Linked DNA regions of Mus musculus: regions 2, 3, 4 and 5 are each linked to region 1. The links are chromatin contacts, called in public promoter capture Hi-C maps. All regions are on one chromosome and are shown on one strand. The core of a region is the stretch at or near the end of the contact, and the rest is flanking DNA. Distances in the headings are between cores, read along the strand shown. Region 1 holds the start of A630026N12Rik (RIKEN cDNA A630026N12 gene). Region 2 holds the start of Slc20a1 (solute carrier family 20, member 1). Region 3 holds the start of AI847159 (expressed sequence AI847159). Region 4 holds the start of Chchd5 (coiled-coil-helix-coiled-coil-helix domain containing 5). Region 5 holds the start of Mertk (MER proto-oncogene tyrosine kinase).

The links. Promoter capture Hi-C pulls out the DNA fragments that hold promoters and counts their contacts.
Region 2: a promoter capture Hi-C map of liver shows a contact between it and region 1, with 2.4 times the contacts expected there. The contact joins the promoter of Slc20a1 here to the promoter of A630026N12Rik in region 1. A contact is called at or near these places in 3 of 39 promoter capture datasets (liver and pre-B cells) and 1 of 115 datasets of contacts at active chromatin or transcription factors (double positive thymocytes).
Region 3: a promoter capture Hi-C map of pre-B cells shows a contact between it and region 1, with 4 times the contacts expected there. The contact joins the promoter of AI847159 here to the promoter of A630026N12Rik in region 1. A contact is called at or near these places in 2 of 39 promoter capture datasets (the C10 cell line and pre-B cells).
Region 4: a promoter capture Hi-C map of pre-B cells shows a contact between it and region 1, with 6 times the contacts expected there. The contact joins the promoter of Chchd5 here to the promoter of A630026N12Rik in region 1. A contact is called at or near these places in 1 of 39 promoter capture datasets (pre-B cells) and 2 of 484 Hi-C or Micro-C datasets (muscle stem cells and uterus).
Region 5: a contact with region 1 is called in a promoter capture Hi-C map of liver, with 7 times the contacts expected there. The contact joins the promoter of Mertk here to the promoter of A630026N12Rik in region 1. A contact is called at or near these places in 1 of 39 promoter capture datasets (liver), 2 of 115 datasets of contacts at active chromatin or transcription factors (astrocytes and forebrain) and 1 of 9 other capture datasets (adipose tissue).

Annotation. Positions count from the first base shown.
Region 1 is chr2:126,672,566-126,677,316 of GRCm38.p6, forward strand. A630026N12Rik (RIKEN cDNA A630026N12 gene) reads right to left here and starts at 2,722. Exons shown (of 1, transcript NR_166192.1): 1 at 1-2,722. Gabpb1 (GA repeat binding protein, beta 1) reads right to left here and starts at 3,027. Exons shown (of 9, transcript NM_001271468.1): 1 at 2,791-3,027.
Region 2 is chr2:129,196,062-129,200,812 of GRCm38.p6, forward strand. Slc20a1 (solute carrier family 20, member 1) reads left to right here and starts at 2,712. Exons shown (of 11, transcript NM_015747.2): 1 at 2,712-2,931; 2 at 3,388-4,003; 3 at 4,122-4,262; 4 at 4,439-4,524. The coding sequence starts at 3,658.
Region 3 is chr2:129,177,899-129,182,649 of GRCm38.p6, forward strand. It overlaps AI847159 (expressed sequence AI847159), which reads right to left and starts at 2,775. Exons shown (of 3, transcript NR_045264.1): 1 at 2,556-2,775; 2 at 2,312-2,361; 3 at 250-985. Gm39932 (a long non-coding RNA gene) reads left to right here and starts at 4,705. Exons shown (of 2, transcript XR_866734.2): 1 at 4,705-4,751.
Region 4 is chr2:129,126,899-129,131,649 of GRCm38.p6, forward strand. It overlaps Chchd5 (coiled-coil-helix-coiled-coil-helix domain containing 5), which reads left to right and starts at 2,802. Exons shown (of 4, transcript NM_025395.3): 1 at 2,802-2,959; 2 at 3,280-3,420; 3 at 3,503-3,668. The coding sequence starts at 2,958. It also overlaps a transcript of Polr1b not described here.
Region 5 is chr2:128,696,456-128,701,206 of GRCm38.p6, forward strand. It overlaps Mertk (MER proto-oncogene tyrosine kinase), which reads left to right and starts at 2,460. Exons shown (of 19, transcript NM_008587.2): 1 at 2,460-2,648. The coding sequence starts at 2,591. Gm39931 (a long non-coding RNA gene) reads right to left here and starts at 2,047. Exons shown (of 5, transcript XR_001783466.2): 1 at 1,959-2,047; 2 at 1,360-1,461.

The DNA.
Region 1 (4,751 bases), core at 1,472-3,971:
TGACCAGAAAAGCTTCAACTGGTATTCTTCAACTTTTTTTCTATCAGGATAAATCAAGTCTTGTCTTTGGAGAACTTACTCTCTGCCTACATCTCTACTGCCATAAACATCCACAGTCCAAATAAAAATGCACTAACCTTTGTGGACAACACTGCAGAGCTGAGAACACAGGTTCTAATTCTAACTTCTTCTGACACAAGATTTATCTTTTACAGGGATGAAGGAACAATCCTCCTCAGACAAGGAAAATGCTAATTACAACTGACCCCAAGTTGAGACACTTGTTACTGAAATGTAATTTTTAGTTAAAAAGCCACTGGATCACTGGACAGCTACCCACACTCATATTACGACTGCAATTATACATTTATAAACTAGAGCAGAGAAAGTGAATGGGTCCCAACACATACCTTAATTTGTACACTATATGACATGTATACAATGTCAAATTGTCATATTTGTCAATATGTAAACAAGTTCCTAGATGTCCAGGAACTTGCCTTGACATGAGTCTCTAAGATAGCCGGTGAGATAAGGATTGGACATCATCAGTGCATTTACTAACAAGACAACTTGCAAGAAACTTGAGCTCACTCAAAAATTAATTTCTGACCTAAAATTTCATGTGACAATTTTTGAATTTGTAATGTTTGCCTCACCTATACCTAGAGATACCACGGGTTTTTAAAATGCCGGGGGAGGGAGGGAGGGGAATAAAAACGAGGTTAAAATTAAGATCCAATTTTGATATGCATAATAGCAAACATAAAAATGCACCTGGCACTTTCTGACAATGACATGAAGAATGGCCAGATGCTTCCTGTTGATGAAACAGCAGAGGTCAACTGACAGAATCAGACGAGGGTTTTAAGAAACCACTGGAAACTCAGCTTCCTTCCAAAGCCATTAGCCCCAAACTCATCTTGAACTATTACAGATTAATCGCCCACACCCAAGAAACCCAGACTGAGTCAGGGAAGAGGCTAAGACTTACACATGCAAACTACATGTGCATTTTGTTTCGGCAAACACCTCACTTCCCACGGAAGTCTGAAGCGCCTAAGATGCACGTGTCCTCGTGAAGAAGGTACTTACAAGCGGGTCTTTACACGCTGATTATATGTGTACATCGTTAAGCATATGAACTGGAACTTTAAAATGTCTTGTCACTTGGACTATTTCCAGATATCAAGGCTACTGGTAAATTATAATCTCTGCAATGCTTAAGCATCTAAATGGCCATCTTTTAAAAAGTTAGAGGCCTCTCCCCCAAACTACAAGAATCATTCTTCTCATTCAGTTTGTCTTTCACAATATCTTGATTGTACTTAACATGCTGAATAGAAGGATGGGATATATCATGTTTTTTAAAAAAAGCATAATATACATACAGTGTTTTCCATTGGCTATGTGGCATATCACAAGACTGTCTGCAAAAATTGACTCAAGAATGTTTTCTGTTAAACTAGGCTTTAAAAAAGACTTTCGAAAGTGCAAAACAATGTGACTCTTGCCTAAGTCATGAGTTGACACGTTACTTTTCATTTTTGACAAAATAAGAAAAGCGAATAAAGGGATAAGAGCCATCAGTTCCCTTAAAACTTAAAAAGTCAGAGTCTGAAGGCCTAAGAGCCAAAAAGCTATCAGTTATATTTAAATTAATCTGGGTGAATCTCTGTGAGGTAGACTATCGTCTGCGTACTAAATTCGGTGCGTTTTCAATTCTGGGAAGGCCACTACTTCCCTAGAAAAAGCACACCACCGTTCTTTTTTACCCCCAGATAAAAATTACATTTCAGAAAGTAACTTGCCTGAATAGACAACAAACCACAGTGTCTGCAGAAAGAACTCTTAAAAATTACTCCCACGTTATGAAGCTCTCTTTCAGAAGTACTGTGGTCTCGCTCCCTGCTTTAAAGCAAATGTGTCTGCTAGACACAGTGGAAATGGGCTTAAAGCAAAAGCTTCAAGGGAAAAAAAGCCAGCAGGTAGGCCCGCTTTCCTTCGCTCTCATTTTGGAGATGCACACTTCAAGGCTAAGCCCGCGGCTTCAACGCCGTGGGAGAGGTTCACAACAGCACACTCAACACCGATCTGTGCCCAGGCAAGACATGACCGACGAAACTCGCGGCTTCTTTCCGCACCCGCGCTCGCGTGGGTTCCGGTGGCGAAGTCTCCGGGGCAAAAGTCTCGGCCACTGAGAATGGCAGGCTCCGTCCCTTCCGGACTGGCCCGTCTACCCTGCCCCGACCCGGCTGTTCGGGCCGAAACCCGAGCGCCCCGGGCTCCGCGGGGCCCAGCGGGGCAGCGCGGCCCGGCCTTCCCTCCCGCTTGTCGTCGGCCCGGCCAGGCCAGGCCCTCAGGCCGCCGAGACAAAGGAGCGGGCGGGGACAGCGCCGCCTCTCCCGCCGCCTGCCCCGCCGGCCCGGACCCCCACGGCCATGGCGACCCCACCGCAGACCCGACCCGTGGGGCCCGCAGGAGGCCGCGGCGCCTGACCGAGGAGGGGGCGGCGGCCGCCACCATGTCTGCCGCCCCTCCCAGAAGCCAAGCGCCGGGCGGACAAAGCGCGGCGGCGGCGGCGGCGGCAGCACGGACACCCAGGCCGACCCCGCCGACCCCCGCCAAACAAGCGGGGCCAGGAGCCCCGGAAACCCGGCGCCTTAATGCAATAAACAGGAAATCGCGGGGATGATCTGGGTTCCGGGGGAAGTGGAATTATTTTTTACCAGCGAAGAGATCAACTTCCACATCCGGTGGTAACAGGGCCCTACACAGACCCGCACTGACCTGGAAAAGCTTCGGGAGCGGCGGCGGGGGAGCAGCGGGAGGAGGTGCGGGGACCGCGGCGCCTCGGAGCCGTCAGGGCAGACGCGGCCCCGCCACACACAGAGCGCTTCGCTGCACAGGGCGCTATTTTCCGAAAATGCCGCGTCTGCTCGGCGCCCAAAATCCCCACCGAAAAGTCCCCGTCGGCGCGGAGGGACACGGCGGCCGAGCTCCCAGCATGCCTGCGGCGGCCTCGCCAACCCGCGCCCGTTTCCGCCCCACTGGCCCCGGGAGCGAGCCTGCCGCCGCCCTCCCCCAGCCCCGTTCCGGCGGGAGAAAGGGATGAGAGGGTCTGCTTCTGACTTTAAACGGGGAGAAAGGAAATAAGCCATTTCTAGCGTTCGGCCACACAAAGGCTGCGGCGGAATGATCCGCGGGGCGACCGCAAGTCCCGGCTCGCCCGGCGCCTGCGCGGCAGCGGGGTGAGCGCTGCGGTGGCCCTGTGCGCGGCTGGGTGTTCCGCGCCGCGTCGCGGGGCGGGATGTGTGGGAGTTAGGGGTGCGTGTGCTAAGTTCTCCCCCGGCGTGACACGGAAAGTGCCGGCATTTCGGGACGCTTGGAGCTTGGACTTGACTATGGGGTGTTCTAGCAGATTCCCGGCAGGCGGAAGGGCAGCCGGGTACCTAAGATTTAACTTACCGTGGTCCTGGAAGGTACCCGGAATCGCTGGTTGTGGGGCCTGTGCGGGAACAAAGGATGCCTGTCCTCTTCACCTGGTGTAAACTGGTCGTGTGTGACGTGGATGTTTCTGTGGCTTTTTTTTTTTTTAATGTTGTAATAGTGACGCTTTTCTCCTGTCTGTATTGTCAGGATTTTTGTTGATTTGTTTTCGAGGCAAGGTTTCTCTGTAACAGCCCTGCCTGACCTGGAACTGGCTTTGTAGACCAGGGTGGCCTCAAACTCAAAAGAATCCGCCTGCCTCTGCCTCTCAATTGTTGGGATTAAAGGCGCGTACCACCATGCCTAGTGACGTATTTTACTTTCAATGAACCAAGAGTTGATTGGGAGATGATGATTTGTGAAGGAAAAGCCTTATAAATTTACTTCACATGCGATTTTCAAAGTTCCACTTTGATATATTTCACCGAAAAGTCCACTACCCGTGGAACTTTTGGCGTCAGGTATCTAGGAATGAGAATATCGGAGACAACCGAGAATAACCTAGGAGCAAAATGGCTTAAATGAGATCCAAATTGTTTACAGACTTCATTTGTGTTTGTGTGTGTCTGTCCTCAGATAAGGACACTTGCCCTTATTTTTTGGTTTTTCGAGACCGGGTTTCTCTGTATAGCCCCTGGCTGTCCTGGAACTCACTTTGTAGACCAGGCTGGCCTCGAACTCAGAAATCTGCCTGCCTCTGCCTCCCGAGTGCTGGGATTAAAGGCCACCACGCCCGGCTGCCTTTCTTATTTATATAGTGAAAGTTTGTAGCCAGTGTAAGACATAGCAAAGTAAACAGAATGGGGAGAGCATAGTTCATGTTTTTTCTTTTTATTTAATATTTTATTTCAGGGGTTTTTGGTTAGGTTTGGTTGGTTGGTTGGTTTTGAGATAGGGTCTCGCTTTGTGAAGCTCTGACTGCTCTGGAATTCACTCTGTAGACCAGGCTGGGCTCAAACTTAAAGAGGTCTACCTGCCTCTGCCTCCCAGGTGCTGGGATTAGAGGGGTGTACCAATACTGCCAGCTCTTATGAATTTTTTTAAATTGTTATTCCTTTCCATAATATTTTGAGTAAATAGTTAATTGCCTTAATTGTGCTATAGCATCTAGACGAGTATACATCATCAGTGGTTATGCCAGAAAAGCTGAATGTGGTGTGATTGCAGGAATATTCCCCTGCCACAAACAGACACACACAGTAACCTTACAGAGGAATCAAATAGCTATATAAAAGTTATATAGAAATCAGAAATTGGTGAAG
Region 2 (4,751 bases), core at 1,462-3,961, 2.5 Mb after region 1:
CCCAACTGAGAAAATAAATTTTTTAAAGATTTATTTATTTATTTTATGTACAGGAGTACACTTCGCTGTCTTCAGACACACCAGAAGAGGGCATCGGGTCCCATTACAGATGGTTGTGAGCCACTATGTGTTTGCTGGGAATTGAACTCAGCACCTCTGGAAGAGCAGTCAGTGCTCTTAACCGCTGAGCCATCTCTGTAGGCCAAAAAGAATTTTCTTAATTAGGGATTGATGGGGGAGGGCCCAGCCCATTGTGTGTGGAGACATCACTGGGCTGGTGGTCTGGGTTCTATAAGACAACTGGCTGAGTAAGCCAGTAAACAGCAGACCTCCATGACCTCTGCATCAGCTCCTGCTTCCAGGTTCCTGTCCTTGTTTGAGTTCCTCTCCTGACTTCCTTAAATGATGAAAAACAACATGGAAGTATAAGCCAAATAAGGCCTTTCCTCCCCAGCTTCCTTTTTGGTCATGGTGTTTCACCATAGCAAAGAAACCCTAACTATGATACCAGGAAAAGGTGCCACATACTTTCAGACTTCAGCGTTCCACACTGAGACAGTCCACTACAGACCTGCTCACAGGCCGACCTATCTAGACAAGCCTTCACCAAGACTCTCTTCCTAGGTGATTCTAGAGTGGGTCAAGTTGAATATTAAAACTGGTAACCAAGTATAGAAGTGCATGAATTTAATCCCAGCACTTGGGAGGCAGAGGCAGGGGGATCTCTGTGATTTCGAGGCTAGCCTGATTTACACAGTAAGTTCCCGGACAACCAGACAGCTACACAGTGACACCCTATCTCAAAAAACAAAAACAAAAACAAAAGACAAACAAAAAACAAGACAATCTAAAACCATCTGACCAACCATCACATCCCCCCTCCTTGATTTCAAGACAGTAAGGACTCTCTAGAGACAGAGAAATCTGTCTCTGCCTGAAAATACATGGATACTAAAGTAGCATAAAGCCAAGTCTCAAAATACTATACTCTCCCTGAACCACAGTGATGCCTTCACATCTGGCAAACCTGGCTCTGGATTCTGCTCTTGTACCTGGATGGGCCTTATTCACCATGGCTGCTCACCTTGGTTGTCTCAATTTCAAGAGGCAAAAGCATGGTCATCAACAGACTGAAGCAAAGCACATCCAAACAGTGGGCAAAGTCATGAGCAATTTCCTCACAAATAATTACTTCAAAAATTGTTTTAATTGGCAGGACACTAACAACCTTTTAACAAACCAGTCCTTTTATTCAATGTTTTATGACCTTGGAAAGAAGTAAGGGCAAAGAGTGTTGCATTTGAAGATGCCAGAATTACACACTGGGGTCAGTGTCCTGGAACATGAAGGTTGTTTTCCAGCCATGACCTTGAGGTCAATAGACCTGTATAACCTATACGAGATTCTGAGTCTACCAAATTATAGGTCACAGGACACTCCTGTGAAGTTATAATTTACAACATGTTTGTTTCTGCTATTCGTTGCCCTACCTTTGGAGAGCAGAGAGCGTTTTAGAGCGTTCTAAACCGGGTATTTCTGGCTGGAATTCTTAAGTTTCTTTATAACCCACATAACTTAAATCTCCCAAGGAGTGGTGACTAGTTAGTTCTGAGCTTAGGCAATAAAACGAACTAATCCATTGTCAGAACTACAACCTTATACCATGTAGGGGACCAGGAAGCAATCTTTATTTCAAAAGGGGATGGGAAAACTTTCAGGATGAGGACATCCTCTGTAACCTTTTCCTATATTCTAAAACAGGCACATTCAAAAAAAAAAGTAACGAGGAAATGAAGGTTCATTTCCTGAACATCTATTGAGTTCCAGTCACATGCTTATATCTTAGCTAATATGATTCTCCTTACTGGGTAAGAACTTGTAACCAGAATACCTGAATTAGTACTGCCTGTCGCCACTAGCCCCGATGAGCTGACAGGAAATGCATCTTTGTTGTGCTTTACACACAATTCCAACCCGTCCTCCAGTCTCTCTCACTCTGCTATTATTTCTCGTTCCAGAGCACTCGGCTTGAGGAGACCTAGGGTTTGTTCAAGGTGACACACTGCAGCAAATATGAGTTAAGAATTCGAATCCAAAGTAACATCCTCCCCGCTGCGCCATAGCCGGGGCTCCTAAAACGGAGGTCCGGCGCCGGGAAACTAATGACCCATGGCTCTCCCTCAGCGCAGTGCCACAGCTGGGAACGCAAGCCTATCCTCGTGACTCCCGAATCTTTCCGTTTTCACACAAGTGCGTGACTGCGGGAGCGAGGTGGCCACGTGAGATCCCTCCACCCTCTCCGGGCGAGGTACAGATCGGGTCCGGCCAAGGGCAAGTCTCAGCACACCCGCTCTTCCGCGTCGCCACCGAGCTGACCCGGGCCCGCGTGGGAGAAACTCGGAACGACCTTGGTGGCGGCCTCAGTCCCCGCGTGTCTGGGCGAGACTCCCCCACAGTCCCCGCCCGCAGCCACCCGGCGTGGCCAGCGCAGACAGGATAACCCGGGCGAGGCTGCAGGGAGGCGGCCAGCCAGTCCCACGTGGACCAGCTCCTCGTTGGGGGCGGGGCCCCGGGGACGTCCAGGCCAATCAGCGCCGCTGCCCAGCTCACCCGGCTAGGCGCGCCCGACCAGCCTGTGGTTGCGTCACATCGGAGGCGGGACCTCGGGCGGGCGCGAGGCTCGGCAGGTCACGTGGGGCGCAGAACCGGCTATAAATAGGAGCCGGCGGCATGCTCTCTATATGATGGCCGCCGGCGCGCGTTGCGTGTTTTCACCTCTCGCCTGCTGAGGCGCCCGCGGCTGCTTCACGAGTGGGTAGAGAGTCCCTCCGTGCTGTGCCCGGTGTTGCCGTCCTGGGTTGTGCGACCGTGGCTCGAGCCTGCCTCAGTCTCGTTCTTCTGGTCTCTCTGTTCGGCCCTCAGTTTCCTTTGGTGAGTGGCGGCGCGGCACCGGTGGTGCAAAGGTCCTTTCTTCTCTGGAGTGGGCTCGGGTGTGGGGAGCTGGCTGGCGGGGGTGGGATGCAGGCTGCAGGACCCCGCTACGCTGCTGTCCTCCTCCCGCCTCCCCACGCACGCCGCGCCCTTCCGCGGGCCTTTTCGGCGGTCCTCGGCAGGCGCGCGCGGGAATGGTCTTTTTTCCGATCATCCACGGAGGGCGCGCGCGGGCAAGCGGCCGGAGACTGAACAGAACTCGTGGGGCGGGGCGGGGCGGGACGGGGTGGGGGGTGGGGGAGCACAGAGATCGCCCTGTGCCCCACCTTGCACAGCGTTTGGGGGACTGAAGACATAAGTGACGGGCGGGGGGGGGGGGGACTATGCGGAGTCCCAGGCTGCCCTCTTCCCAGAGATGCGCCGCTATTGTTATTTTCTTCCACTTCGTCCCCCCAGGATGAACTTGCGTCCTTTCTCTAATCCGCCATGGAATTCTGCTCCGTGCTTTTAGCCCTCCAGAGCCAAAGAAACCCCAGACAACAGACGCCCAGACGCAGCAGCGTATAGCAGTAACTCCCCAGCTCGGTTTCCGTGCCGTAGTTTACAGTATTTAATTTTATATAATATATACTATTTATTATAGCATTTTGATACCTCATTCCGTTTACACATCTCAAAAGCCGCTTAGTAATTCTCTTATTATTTAAAGAACCACTACACTAGAGAATGGAATCTACTGTGGCAACGATTACTAGTACCCTAGCTGCTGTTACTGCTTCCGCTCCACCGAAGTATGACAATCTATGGATGCTCATCCTGGGCTTCATCATTGCATTTGTCTTGGCATTCTCCGTGGGAGCCAATGATGTAGCAAATTCGTTCGGTACAGCTGTAGGCTCAGGTGTAGTGACCCTGAAGCAAGCCTGCATCTTAGCTAGCATCTTCGAAACTGTGGGCTCCGCCTTGCTGGGGGCCAAAGTGAGCGAAACCATCCGGAACGGCTTGATAGATGTGGAGCTGTACAACGAAACTCAAGATCTGCTCATGGCTGGCTCCGTCAGTGCTATGTTTGGTAAGTTGTAGTTATACCTTATGTTCGCTCCAGTCTTGAACCTTCTCTCCGCAAGGACGCACTGCTTATGTAACAGTTTTGCCATCTACCTGACAAAATCTGATTAATTCTGTTTCAGGTTCTGCTGTGTGGCAGCTCGTGGCTTCGTTTTTGAAGCTTCCGATTTCTGGGACCCATTGTATTGTCGGTGCAACCATTGGTTTCTCCCTTGTGGCAAATGGGCAGAAGGGTGTCAAGTGGTCTGAACTGATAAAAATTGGTATGTTGAATTTTAAATGGTTTTATTTTCGTTGTGTGCTGCTGTGTGTCGTGGAGTGGGAGTGAAGTGGAGGGGCAAGTTGAAGAGTATCAGAAATGGAGCACCTACCATTTCGGGGTCTTGTTAACAAAAACGTACTTTCCAGACCTGACACTTCATTTTGTATTCTATTCCAGTGATGTCGTGGTTCGTCTCTCCGCTGCTTTCTGGTATTATGTCTGGAATTTTATTCTTCCTTGTTCGTGCGTTCATCCTCCGTAAGGTAACCTTTCTACTTGCGACCTTTCATGAGTCACATTCAGTCTTGTTCAAACTCACTGGTATTCTTCTCAGATGTGACTGGTATGTAAGTATGTGGCTTTGAAAAGCTAAAAAGTTCTTTGTTCTGTATACCTCCTGTATGTTGTGGAGTTCTGTGAAAGAAGCAAGTTTTTAATGCCCCAGAGGGCATTCAGGAAGGAAAAACTTGAGTAGTTCTATGGTCTGCCA
Region 3 (4,751 bases), core at 1,525-4,024, 2.5 Mb after region 1:
TCTCAGAAGAGAAGGGTATGGGGGAGGGTCTCTGGGGGGGCACCAGGAAAGGGGCAGCATTTGGCATGTAAATAAATAAATAACAAAAACCAAAAACCATTGAAGCCAGGTTTTTCAATCAGGTTGATGTTAGAACTCAGCTCTGAGAGCCTATTGTATATTCAGCTCTGGGACAGGCACAGAGAGAGTTAAGTGTCCCCGGGTTCCAGGAGTCTATAAACTCAGAGACAAACATCACAAGGTCACACATAAGGAGAGGAGTGATTCCTTTTATTACCCATAAACATTTAAGTGCCATAAGGAGATTTTAGGCATTTTGAGTGTTCTTTGTGGATTGGCTTCCTAGAAGATAAGAAAACTGAGCTAATCCCTGTGGGTTGGATTCAGACAGGGAAAAAGATGAGGGGAAACAAAGAGCAGAACTCACTGAGAGCAGAGGGCGCTCGGGCAGGGATGAGGAGGGGTAGACAGTCCATGCAATGGAGGAGCTCATATATAACTTTCTGGTGACCTCTTAGAGTCCTCAGTCCCACAGGAGGAAGTTGTCCACAAGGGCTGGGGTAAAGGTATTGAATTTCTGATCCCAAATCTCAGTCCTTTGGTAGCTACATCTTGGTAATGGGTGTTTTGCCTTGCCGCTTTCCAATGACTGGCTCAGCAATTGCTGAGGAAAAGGCAGACAGACAGGGGACATTTTGTACGTAGAGTGGTCAACAGTCTTTTTGCATAAGGGAAAAGGAATACGCTCGCTCTTAAGGTCCTTTACACCCTCCCCCACCCCCGAGTCTGGGCGGAGATGCAGAAGTAGGTGTTGGGCCACTCCCTGTTTGCAAAGTAGGAAATGGAATGCTCCAACCTGCTGTGATTTTCTATAGTCAACCTGTCTGCAACCGCAGGAGTGTCAGGGGAAGGGCCAGGAGACAACACTTCTCCTTCGAATTCCTTCCAGCTGTGCTGAGGCTTGGTAGTGAGAATGTTGGTTTCTCTGAAAAACACAGACATATTATAAGACTTTTAATCCCAGGTGTGGGATATGCGGCTGACGATGACTTGCCTCCTGCTCTAAGAAGGGGCGTGGTTTTGCCAGCCGCAGATACTTTCTGTTATTGTATGAGATCTGGAATTCTGGCGACCTTTCAGAGGATGTATAAATGCTAGCACCCCAATCGACGGGGCTGACTGGCCAGTTGTTGGTTCAATGTTGGTTGTTGGTTGGTTGCTATTTGTTAAATAGTTGTGCACAAAGAAACAAGAAATGAGATATCCACCGGGCAGTGGTGGCGCACACCTTTGATTCCAGCACTCGGGAGGCAGAGGCAGGTGGATTTCTGAGTTTGAGGCCAGCCTGGTCTACAGAGTGAGTTCCAGGACAGCCAGGGCTATACAGAGAAACCCTGTCTCGGAAAAAAGAGAGAGAGAGAGAAAGAAGGAGAGAGAAAGGAAGAAAGAGAGAGAGAGAAAGGAAGAAAGAGAAAGATATCCTGACTGTGAAGATCAAACTTGCCCTAAGGAACTCAACAGCCCTAATCAGCAGGAATTATCCTAACAATATCATCGCCCCCTTTCCCCGCCATCCTTTTCTCTCTTCTATCTAATATTAAGGGGTTGAAAAAGTGGAGAAGGGTAAAGAAAAAAGCATCCACAAAATAGCCGAAAGGACAGGCTATAGGGCTCAGCAGGGAAACCCAGAGAACATGAGAAGAGAAAACCCCTGTGCTTTGTGAGGGGAGGCACAGCTGAGTCTGGTAACCAGACAGCAACACTGGCTCTAGCCAGACAGGAACATACAAGGAAAATCTAAATGTAGAAATTCCTATCGGACCATGGACTCATGTAGCATACATCTTAATCAGAATCAGTAATGAGGTAAGTCTAAAAAGGCCTTGAGGTAGAAACAAAGGCAACATCTGGCCTTCAAGTGGCTGTCCTCCACTGTTCCACCCCCCTTCCCTTAAAAAATATTATATATACACATATACATACATACATTAAATATAATATAAATACTCAATTATATATACATATTTATATTTATATATCCATATCTCCCACTTTTGTTCTTCTCATCCCTGTCTGTTCCCATCACTCTGGGTCCTTTCCCAGCATTCACACCAAGGTCTTGGTAGCAGCTCCAGCCATGGGGCTTGGGGCTGTGGCTTGGTATCCGTGCTTCATCAGAAGCATACCATTTCCCTTCCTTCCCTAGCCAATGTCAGAACCAGCCATCAGGCCTAAAGAAGGAGGTGGCTTCTCCCATGACACCCCTCAGACTGTGGTTTTTACATCCTGTGCTGGTGGCCTTTGTACTTACCCCATCCGGAGCTTTCCAGATGTGGTAGCCAACTTTTGTTTTTCTTTCTCCTAGAGCAAGACACAGCTCTGATAATATTTGTATACTATTTGAGGAATGGATATTTTCCTTTAAGTCAATATTTTCAAAACTTTTTAAACCCCCACCCACACAAAGAAATACATTTTATATTATGAACAGTTTACACACACATACACACACACACACACACGCCTTACCACAATTTTCAGGAAATAATACTCACATTGTTGAATGTGCTCTGGTATTTTCTTTCATTTCAGTTTTTTACAAGGCTTCCTGTGTGGGTTTGGAGATGCAGCTCGGCGGTAGAGCACTTGCTCAGCAAACATGAAACTCTAGCACCGACACCAAAAAGCACTTGTTGGGACCTTAAGATAGAAAGCTCTGTCCTAAAGAGCAGAGATACTCCGGTCACTGTTAAACTGAGAAAGCTTTGCATCCAAACCTGGTCAGATTAGGATTAAGCTATAATCAAATGAGGGCTCTGGCCAGTCCTGCTTTGCAGACTGTGAACTTGACCTTGTTGCCAAGGAAGGAGCCTCTCCAGGGTTAGCTGACAGTGGCGATGGCCTCATGGTCTGGATATAGGACCTGCTTGTGCTTTTTGTATTTTTCCTCTTTGGTTCCTTGTATTTTTTCCTTTTGTATTGTACCCTTTCGTCTTTTTCTTTTTCTCTTTCTTTCTTTCTTTCTTTCTTTCTTTCTTTCTTTCTTTCTTTCTTTCTTTCTTTTTTTTTCGGGACAGGGTTTTTCTGTATAGCCCTGTCTGTCCTGGAAATCACTTTGTAGACCAGGCTGGCCTCGAACTCAGAAATCCACCTGCCTCTGCCTCCCGAGTGCTGGGATTAAAGGCGTGTGCCACCACACCTGGCCCCTTTTCGTATTTTTCTAGGGAGACTTAGAGGGATCCAGCAGGCCATGGAAGGACAAAGCAGGCCACTGTCTCAGAATGACAGAAGCTGTCCTTGGCCAAGGAGTAGAGAGTTAACAGTGGGTTCATAGAGCTCAGGAATGCCTACAATAGCATGTTTAGATTTACTAATCTAAGAAATTAAGAAAACAAGCCTGGACTTTAGAGACGGGGCGGGGGGGGGGGGGGGGGCGGGGGGATACAAAGTGGCTCTTAGGCCTAGAGAGGCAGGAGGTGATTGGACATTCAACGGGAATAGTGGCAGGTGATAAGCAGTTGCCCCTCCTCCTGCCTAGCATAGCCTCACCTTGAGCAAGAGGTGAGAGGAATGCAGGGCTGGGGAAGATTATTCCAGTCTTCCATCCCAATATAGCAACATTCCAGCTATAAAACCTTTTAGTCAGTTAAAAATAACTTCATAAAACATAATTGATATATAAATCATGAAATTACACTGCAAAGTGTTGTCATGATTCTGTTTGTGTCCTGGTAACACTACCTACACATCTTGTACAGAGAAAGACCTTGCAGACATGGGGGTGGGGGAGCGGCTACTTTCTAGCCATTCCGATAGGGGGCACTCCACCTCCATGAGGAAAGCTGATAAGAACGATCCAACTATGATTTGGCCGAGGCTAACTTACCAGGGTCTTTGTTCTTTTAACTTTATCAAATACTTTCTAGGATAGCAGTGATCAGTCTGTCAAAGGGACAGCACTGGGCTGGAGAGATAACTGATCGCTCTTTCAGAGGACCTGAAGTCAGTTCCCAGCACCTACTCCGTAGCTAACAGTCCTCTGTAACTCCAGTTCCAGGGGAACCTGACACCCTCTTCTGGCCTCCTCCGACACAGTATACATATGCTACACAGACATACATGCAGGCAAACCCACACATTTTTTAAAAAAGATCTCAAGGGTGGGAGAACGAGGGGGAGGGAATTTAAACTTTTTGAGTCAGGGTCCAGGATGGTCTTGAACTATGAAACCTAGGACAACCTTGAATTTCTGCTCGTCCTGTCTGCACCTCCCAAAGGGCTAGGATTACCGGCCCACACCACTAAGCCCAGTTTATTTGATGCTGGAGATCAAACTTGAGGCTCTGAACAAGCTAAGCTAGCACTCTACTGAGTGAACTACATCCTCAACTCGGGAATTTCATCTTTATACTGAATTTGAGGGGCTGGTGAGACTGTTGTCCAGTTAGAGTACTTGCCTATTCCACTGACATGAAGACCTGGGTTCAGTAACAGGACACACATGCACATACAAGCACACACACTCGCACATGCATGCACAGCAACTCTGTAAATGAAACCAAAAACAAAAGCCTAACCATTTACCTAGTGCTGCTTTTTTTTTTTTTAATGTAGAGTAGTTATAACCCATCTGTAGTAGACTGTGTGCCTCAGAATTCCAGTGTTGAGTCTGACTCCAAATATGGTAGCATCAGGAGGCAGGCCTCTGAGTGGTGATCAGATAATAGAGTGAAACTTTCATGGGTCAATGC
Region 4 (4,751 bases), core at 1,552-4,051, 2.5 Mb after region 1:
CAGAGTTATCTTGCTTGCCCTTGCTGTCCGAGAGAGCAGACAGCCCACACAAATCCCTTTTTGACCATGGCTAGCCATAATCAAGAGCAAGAACTCCAGGTTTGCCAGGAGTGTCTTAGTACCAAGGTCTGTGCAGCTGAAAACAGTGCAGACTTTGGAGGAAGACAACATTTCTTCAAGGTTCAAACGTCTCAAAACAATTTCTTAACCTCTGCTTATTAACCTAGACATAGCTTTGCTGAAACAGTTCACTCAAACCAGACACAAAGGTTTCCTATAAATTTCACTACACAGATTCATCATCTCCAAAGTTTCCTTGTGCACCTTTGAGTGGTGTGTGTGTGTGCGTGCGTGTGCGTGCGTGCGTGCGTGCGTGCGTGCGTGCGCGCGCATGTGGTGGGATCATGCAGCACCCGTCCTGTGTGATGGGCATCTTTCATGTAGCATGACCTCGTCTACGCTCAGCCGTGTTTTTGAACATGGTGGGACTTCCTCCTCCTTTAAGGCTGAATGTATCTGATTATTGAGTAACTATGTTCCTTTGCCTTTTTGCTAACCTCTGTATGCGTTTCTCCGTGCTTGTTAGGGTTCTGTGTGTGCTTGTGTATAACATCTTACACAGCCGTACTGCTCCCTGTGAATGGGTGTTTGAATTTTTTTCATAAGGAGAACACCTTGAATTGGTTGATCCTTCCCCTGTGTTAACAGCTCAACTTTAGACCCGCACAACCTATTCTCTGTCTCTTCACAATATCGTAGCTGGGGATAGTGTGCAGATCTAGTGTCCAAGTATTTGTGTTCTAAGGGTCTTGTTGCCCGTGAACTAGTCACCTCCCTGCTCCAGCCTCCCGAGTGTGAGAATTAGCATCATATCCCACAATACCTCGCTAAATTTTTTAAAATTAACTTTTGATCTTAAATTGTAGATTCTTGACTAAAAAAATCTATGTGACATTAAGACAACCTGGGCGCTTACTCAGACTTGGCAGTTTTATGTGCTCTTATGTATAGTTAGTTGCATGGACTGTTATCCTCTGGGTAGATTGCTGTTACACACAGGACATTATTACAAGCTTGTCCTGTTGTGTCTTCTCTCATTATCTCTAACCCTTCAACATATTCTCAATAATTTCAAGAAATACATGTAAATAGAATCATGGCATATTCTGAAATGGACTTTTTCTTTTTTACTTAACAGTTTACTTTAAATTTGTGGAAGTTGTATGTGTGAGTTCATGCCTTTGCATTGCTGTATAGTACTCCACAGTATGGGTGACCTACTTTTGCCATCCACTTTGAAGGACATTTTGATTCCAGTTTGGGGCACTAAGAGAGAAAGCTTCTCTGGAAGGCCACATGCATGCTTGTGTGTAGATATAAACTTCTTGTATCTGGGACAAACGTTCAAGAAGCAATTATTGCGTCATAAGATAGTTACCTGATTTCATAAGAAATAGGGGAGGGAGTGAAGGAATGGCTGACTAAAGTGCTTGCTATGCAAGCAGGAAGACCTGAGTTGTGGATCTCCAACACCTGCATAAAAACCTGCAGAAAAGGCATGGTAGGGCAGACTTGGAATCCCAGTGTTGGGATGAGGAGACAGCTCCTGGATGTTCACTGGTGGGTTTTAAGGTTCAGTGACACCCTGTCTCCAAAAAGCTTCAGGTGTCAAGCAATAGAGGAAGCCACCTGCCGCCAGCCTCTGCCTGCACACATGTACATCACACACATGTCCCTAGTTTCCTTTTCCTGCTCCCTCTTAGCGGCTACTGACATTTACAGCGTGCCTGTCCTGGTGTTTTCTCTCAGACCAATAACATTGCCCTTGATTGTCCTAAATGAGTACCTTTTAAAGTTCTTTCATTAATGAGCTCCCCAGAAGGGAACCCCAGTAACAGAAGCACTCTTGAGACCTGCATTTCTCAGATCCGCTTCACTTCAAACCTTAGGGTTATCTAGTTCTCTCCATTCCATTCTTAATGACTCTTTTGACAGCAACCAGACAAAAGGAAACTAGAAGTGTGGAGTGTCAAGTTTCCCAAAAATGAAAGTGTCACTGTATATTATGAAGGCCAAAGCAGTCGTTCTCATTTTACAACTGCGTGCTAAGGTAATCACCTTACCGCTCATTTTCTCTAGCTTAGGCCTCTCCATATGAGGAATATTTAGCCTTACAGGGAAATGAACTTCCAGGTCTAGCCCTATAATCTGAAGGCAAATGTGGAGAGGGTGCAAACACCACCTAAGGAAATTACAAAGAAAATAATTTGTGCACGATTGCAAGGAGCAAGCAATAAAACCCACTCTCATCCTGCCTTTACCACCTATGGCAGGAAAAGGACATGTCTGAGTGAATAATCGGATGGGAAGCCCAATGTGGCGTTTAAGATCATTCCTTTCCGTCAAGTTGGAACTAAAGTCAGGAGGAGAATACGCAGTGGCGGAAAGCCACTGGTAGCTCAGCCTGAGAGGGCAATCCCCGTGTTCCTAAACTAGCAGCGGCGGGCACAGCTGCCGCCTCAGCCGCAGCGTGTGCCGAGCCATAGTCACGCGGGCCGGTGGCCTCAACTCCAGCCGGGAAAGTGGCAGCGCGAGCGGCTGTAGATCTGACCTACAGGGAACCAGCTCTGGTGCTCTGTGCCTGGCTGCTCGATCACGGCCGAAGTCCTGCTTCCGGTGATCACTAAACGCGACCACCACAAGCCGGAAGTAAATAAACTAAAATAGCTGACGGACCGGAAGTAGTTACAGGGGCCTCCTCCCGGATAGGCAGTGAGGCGGAAAGCAAAGCAGGACACAGCCATGAAGGTTGGACCAATGTGGGATGAGTGGCAGGGACGCTCGACGACCGGAAGAGTGAGGCCAGGAGGTCTGGGTTGGGCGCCGCCATAACAACCTGATACCGGAAAAGGCGGGTCTCTTCTCCCTGACTGATCGGCGCTTGAATTCGCCTGGAGATGTGAGTTACAACTCCCTATAACTCTAGATCATGCTTGTCAGACTGCACGGTCCCCAACGGGAAATGACTGAATTCAAGACTCCAGGCCTGCTTCACAATAGCCAGACTTTTTGTCTTAGGACTTCCACGATCTCCCGGGAAATCCCACCTTGTTCCACAACGCGCAGGGATCGGCGCTTATTTCTGCCCCTCGTTGGTTGTCCCTATCACAGGATCTTTACACCCCCCACCCCCAATCCAGACTAGTCCAATCACAGATCAAAATCAGAACTCTTTCTTGCCTTCTCTTGAGATTATCTTCAGTTTACCCTGTCCCACAGGCAGGCAGCCCTGGAAGTCACTGCTCGATACTGCAGCCGAGAGCTGGATCAGTATGGCCAATGTGTGGCAGCCAAGCCAGAGTCGTGGCATCGAGATTGTCACCACCTTAAGATGAGCATTGCTCGCTGCACGTCCTCCCAGTGAGTGTACAACTGGGGGCTAGAGGGTGCCAGGCAGTAGGGTTTGAATGCTTCAGGGTCTAAAATGCCCTACCCCCCACAGCCCGATCATCCGCCAGATCCGCCAGGCCTGTGCTGAGCCCTTTGAAGCCTTTGAGAAGTGTCTTCGCTTGAATGAGGCAGCAGTGGGCAACTGTGCTGAACACATGCGCCGCTTCCTGCAGTGTGCAGAGCAGGTGCAGCCACCAAGTTCACCCACAACTGGAGAGGTAAAGGAGGCTAACTTGATCGTAGCTTTTTCCTTTCACAACTCCCTTCATTTTCTAGTTTAAATACCTTCCAGAACCAGTCCCAGCCCCATTCCCATACATGGCCTTGGCTATGCATCCAAGAATCTAAAAACCATGGTTCTCTGTCCCCGAGTGGACATGCCTCTGCTTGTCACCACCTTTCACACTCCCCTCTGCCAGGGCACCTGCCCCAGCCTTTCCCCGGCTTGCCAGACCCTCTGTGTTCCATATAATGACCTGGATTCTAGTAATGATAATCCCTTGCTTAAAACTCTCTGGTGGCCACCAATTCACACTGGAACAAAGTCCCTGATTCTTACTGGATCCTGTGTTCTTCCTTTCCTCAGCCACTGTGTCCCCTTCACTACTTTCCAGCTGTGCTGGTAGGGGTGAGGGGGTGAGGTGGAGGGGTGCACAGAAAAGGATCTTGCTAATGTATACAATACATAAATACATATACAATATGTCTGAAATACTAAACTGTTATTGATGTAGCCATTAGGAAAAAGTCTTTAAAATGTTCTGGATTTGGCAGAAATGGAGGAAAGCGTGAGAAACCCTCCCTCCCTTGCTGCTCTTGCTGGATCTCTCCAAGGGAAAGTTCACACCTTCGACCGCCCTCATCTGAGCACCTCTGGGCTCTCTGTCCCTGCAGCTCTGCCTTTTCTTTCTCGCCTTCTTTTGGGCTAGTGTGTTGGCTCATCTTGTCCTTTCCAGTCCTTATGTGATGGTCTCAGAATGGACTCAGAGGACATCTTAGCATGTTGGCTTCTGCATAGAAAGCTCTTTGTGGTTTCTGTTCTACCAGACCAGCTCTCACCCCAGTGCAGCCTGCATCCCGGGTGACCTGGTCCCACCTCTCCACTCTCCACCTCAAACTCCATACTCCATCCTCAGTGGACAAATGTACGGGTGCTCAGGAGCATAGCTGCTTTGCTTATCCATCTCCTGTCTAATTCTTATTCTGTGTACAGGATATGTCTCCCCAAAAGCTTCCTCTGTCCCCCCATTCCTGCTCCCTGGCTCTTAAGCTCTATCAGCTCCCTGCATCCCGGGCCACAC
Region 5 (4,751 bases), core at 1,210-3,709, 2.0 Mb after region 1:
TAACTGCAAGCTCTTTGACACATCTCTCATGAAGAGTTTATGGTGTGCGGCTTCAAGTATGGCTTGACATTGCTTTCACCCTGAGAGCCACTTGACCTCTGGCTAGGTCACTCAGCACCACACAGCAGCGGTCTACCTTGCTCACTGGATTGCTCACTCTTGGAGCTCTGAGCTCCCATGCCAGACTTCCTCTAAGCTTGTCTAGATCCTTTGGTCCAAAGTCCTTGTCTCCAAATCATGCCAGTGCAGGCAGCAGCTATGTAAATGAACTAACCTTTAGTTCAGGGCTTGGCTGGTTATGTAAAGGGCTGGATTATATGGCTTTGTGAACCATACAATCTCTGTAACGACTATTCTGCTCTGCCACTTCAGCACAAAACCACAGAGATAATATTGCCTATGATGGCTGTGTTCCAGTACTGCAGATGTACAAAGCCAGGCCACAGATTCTCAGGTCCCTTCCCGCTGGGGTCACTCCAGGTGCTAGATACTCAAGGTCACAGACAGAGAGGCCACAGAGAAAAGACAATCCATTTCCTCTGTCCAAATCTATGAATCTAATAAAATGGCCAGTGCTTCATTCCTACTGCATTGGTAGTAGCCTATAAAACAGTACTGTACAAGGGAGGCCCCATTAACAAAGACAGATTTGCGGCTGGAAAGTTGGCTCAGTGCTTAAGAGCACTTGTTGCTCTTGCAGAGGACCAGTGTTAAATTCACAGTACCCAACTGGTAGCTCACAAGTATCTGCAACTACATTCTAGGAGACCCAACACCCTCTTCAGACCTCCATGGGTACCCCAGCATACACATGAATGCAGTCAAAACACCCATACACATAAAACTAAAGTAATTAACCAGAAAGAAAAAAAGTCACATTTGTGTTGAACATGGTAGCACACACCTTTAATTCTATCTAGCACATGGAAGTCAGAGCAGATAGATCTCTGTGAGTTTGAGGCCAGTCTGGTTTACATAGTGAATTCCATTCCAGCTAGGGCTAAATAGTTAGACCTTGCCTTTAAAAGAAAAAAAAAAAGTGAGATTTAAGCAAGTCCTAGTGGCACACACGTGCAGTTCTAGCTACTAAGAAGGCTGGAATATTTGCACAACCAGGAATTCAAGTCCAGCCTAGGTAGCATAGCAAGACCCTGTCTGTCCTACGTAGATTTCTATTGTTGTGATGACCAAAAGCTACTTGGGAATTTATTTCAGCTTACAGTTGAAATGCATCATGAAGGAAAGTCAGAACAGGAATTCGAGGCAGGAACCTGGAGGCCAGAACTTAAGCACAAACCATAGAGGAACTGCTTACTGGCTTGCTCAGCTTGCTTTCTTATGCATCCCTGAATGACCTACCCGGGAATGGCACCATCCACAGTAAACTGGGCTCTTTCACATCAAGCACCAATCAAGGGTCTGTTTAATCCAGCGCTTCTGGTTTGATGTCCTCCTGCAGGGCTAGAGATGCAAGGAGCTTATTGTATCACAGTGCGTATGGGTCTGTCCTCAGTTTCAGTAATAAATACTTTAAATTTATCAGGGTGGTTTACTCTGGGCTCTAATGTGATCTTATCTCCAAAGAAAAACAAATCATTCTATTTCCTTTAAGAAAGCCTCATACGCCTTCCGTTTCTTTGAGATTCACAATCTGATGCCGTGGTTTGGGCCTCCCACCCTTTCCTGTAACAGCACTTTCTTCCATCCCTGTTTCAAACTCTTTCCTTACAGGATTCGGCTTAGTTCTCCCCGAGCTAACCTCTGGGGTGGAGGTTGCAAGATCTTGACGCCAGGGTCCGCTCTTGCACTCCGTTTCAGTAGCCAGGGGGAGGACCTGGCAAGCAGGGTGTGCTGCCACGGCGGCCACAGCCTCTGGAATGCAGCTGCTAGGACCTCTTATGCCAGTAGAGCCTGAACTGCAGAATCGCTGCCCCTCCAAAGCAGCTGGACCCACTAACCTTTAAAGGTCTTGGAGTTGCATCCGTCGCTCTCCACTAAATTCGGCCTCTACCCTTTCCAATCCCTTCTACCTACCCATACAGAGTGAGATTCCTCTGATGTAACCAAGTAGCCAGAGATCATCCTCCCGATTATTTTCTTTCTTAGCCCCCTCCCCTTCCTCTCCGTCTCTCGGTCCTTTTAGCTCAAGATGGTGGCCCTCCTTAGCTCTGTTCCATCTCCTCCAGCACCTCCCTTCCAGATTTCCTACACACTCAAGCCAGGGGTTAACCTGCTGGAGTTGACCCAAGTTCCATTCTGCCCCGCCCCTCCACCCTCCCTAGGGCTTGTCCTTGGATCCTCCCCTTCCCGCCCCCTCCTCCAGTTCCATCCTTCTTTGCTCTCTTTGCCCTTCCCCCTTCCCGCCCCTGTCCACTCCAACCTGCTGGCCCCTCCCGGGCCTGAGCCCTGGGCCCGCCTCTTCTAACTTAGGACTCCTGCGATCCCCAACTCCGCACTGCCACTCTGGCGCCTGCTGCCCGGGCGGCCGGGACTGAGGCGCTTCGCACGCGCCCTCGGCGACTGGCGAGTTTGGGACGTTGGTGGATACGTGCATCTGTCCGGAGAGAACTGCCAGATCCGCGGCCCCGCGATGGTTCTGGCCCCACTGCTACTGGGGCTGCTGCTGCTACCCGCGCTCTGGAGTGGAGGTGAGTGCAGGTTGCAGGGTCTCCGGGAGCTGCTACTCATTCCAGCGAGCCGTAGAGGGTTATGGGGGCTCCCTAGCCGGGTCTTGGGGTGCACGTCTTAGTAGAACCGATGGGAACCGAGAGCTTCCCATTACCACAGAGAAAGACCTCAAGCCCGGTTGGGCGCTCTGGGAGCAGCGAAGTTTGAGCCTTTAAGAAATGCAACTCAGGTCTGGCGTGGCATGCACCAAGAACTTTACCCTCAACACTGTCTAGCCTTGCCGAGCTTTGGCGGGGTTTCTGCGAATCATAGACCGAGGATTCCAAGGTAATTCCACGCCGTGAACCAATAAGTAGCTGCAAAAGTTGGATGTCACCGTTAGCGCGTGGCGTTGCTTGGAGGCTAGGTGTCCCGCCAGGGAAAGACTAGTTCTGGCTTCTCCCCTGGGCTCTGCTGAACATTGTGTTAGCCCTCCTTTGTAGGGACAGCCTGTCTGTGAGTGTAAGAAGCCTGCAAAAAGCCGAGGGGGACGATACGGTCCTTTCACTATTATTACTGTGGAGCGGAATCTTTTTTGTTTGGGTAGCACAAACAAGTGCTCAGACCACAAGTGCTCTCACAAGCGGTTCAATTTGACATGCTGGATTGATTAGCGCAAACAAGTATGGCAGGTTCCTCCAACAGATGACACTGAGGCACTTTGTAAAGAAGCTGCTGGGGGGAAAACAAAACAAGGTTTTTCCAAAAAGAAATAGACGCAGGAGGGGTTGGAAGACTACTATAAGCAAGCACATTTCAGGTATTGTTCCTTCAGGTATTGCTCCTGCCCTAAAAGATCTGTTTCTATTCGGAGTGTAATTTTGTCTCTTTGATCTTGAATCTGGTAGACTAAAGTTTGTCTTTTAAGGAAAGTTTGGTTTATGGTTTAGCTACAAACCTCATTTTTCCTCTCAAAGTTCATTTGCTCAAATGAGCTTTTTTTTCTTTTCTTTCCTTTTCTTTTCTTTTTCTTTTTTAAACAATTCTTTCCTTGCACATTAAATTACATAAGCAATTTGTAGTTTGAGGCAACGTGACAATTTGCAACAAACATCAACAGCCAAAAAACGAGCTAAGAACTGAGACCACTCTATTCTCCATTACTAAACCCTCAAAAGTTCCTCAGCCTTTCTGCCAGGACTGTTCTTAATAATCCGCTGAAAGTCGGGTATACTTTTGCTACTAGCCCTAGCAGGCCACGCGTCATTTTGGAGGCTGTGACTGTCATAAGCATGGGAAGAGTGATAGGAACCAAAGCTTTTGTTTGATATTTTTAAATCTATGCTTTATTTTCTTTTTGTTTTTGTTTGTTTGTTTGTTTGTTTGTTTTCGAGACAGGGCTTCTCCGTGTAGCCCTGGCTGTCCTGGAACTCACTCTGTAGACCAGCCTGGCCTTGAACTCAGAAATCCGCCTGCTTCTGCCTCCCAAGTGCTGGGATTAAAGGTGAGCGAGTGCCACCACTGCCCTGCTATGCTTTATTTTCTAAGTTTTGAAAACGTGTGATGAAGTTCTGTAGCTGACAGACATAGACAACCGTAGAAAGGCTTAAAATGCACGCTGAGAAAGAATGAAAGTTTCTCAATTTTTTTCTACCTGAATTGGAGCTGCTGAGAACGTGTTTCAGGAGTCCCAGTCTTTCCTCTCTGCTTGGCCCCTGATTTGGACCACGGTGTGGGGGGAGGAGGGAAAGGGGGCGACCGAGCTGTATAAGGGGCACACAGTGTCCCTAGGGAGGGTCAGATAGGGAAAGAGGATGAAGGAGAAGTTTGAAAGTGCATAAAAATGAAGCCAGTCTGGTGACTTCATCTGTGACTAAGATGTGTGAACCCTGAGAACAAACCCGGCTTTTAAAATGGTCGATTTTTTTAATTTTTGGTTTTTGGTTTTTCGAGACAGGGTTTCTCTGTGCAGCCCTGGCTGTCCTGGAACTCACTCTGTAGACCAGCCTGGCCTCGAATTCAGAAATTTGCCTGCCTCTGCCTCCCAAGTGCTGGGATTAAAGGCATGGGCCACCACCGCCCAGCTAAAATGGTCGATTTCTTAAATTGACACTAAAAACAAACATTCCAACTTATTATAAACA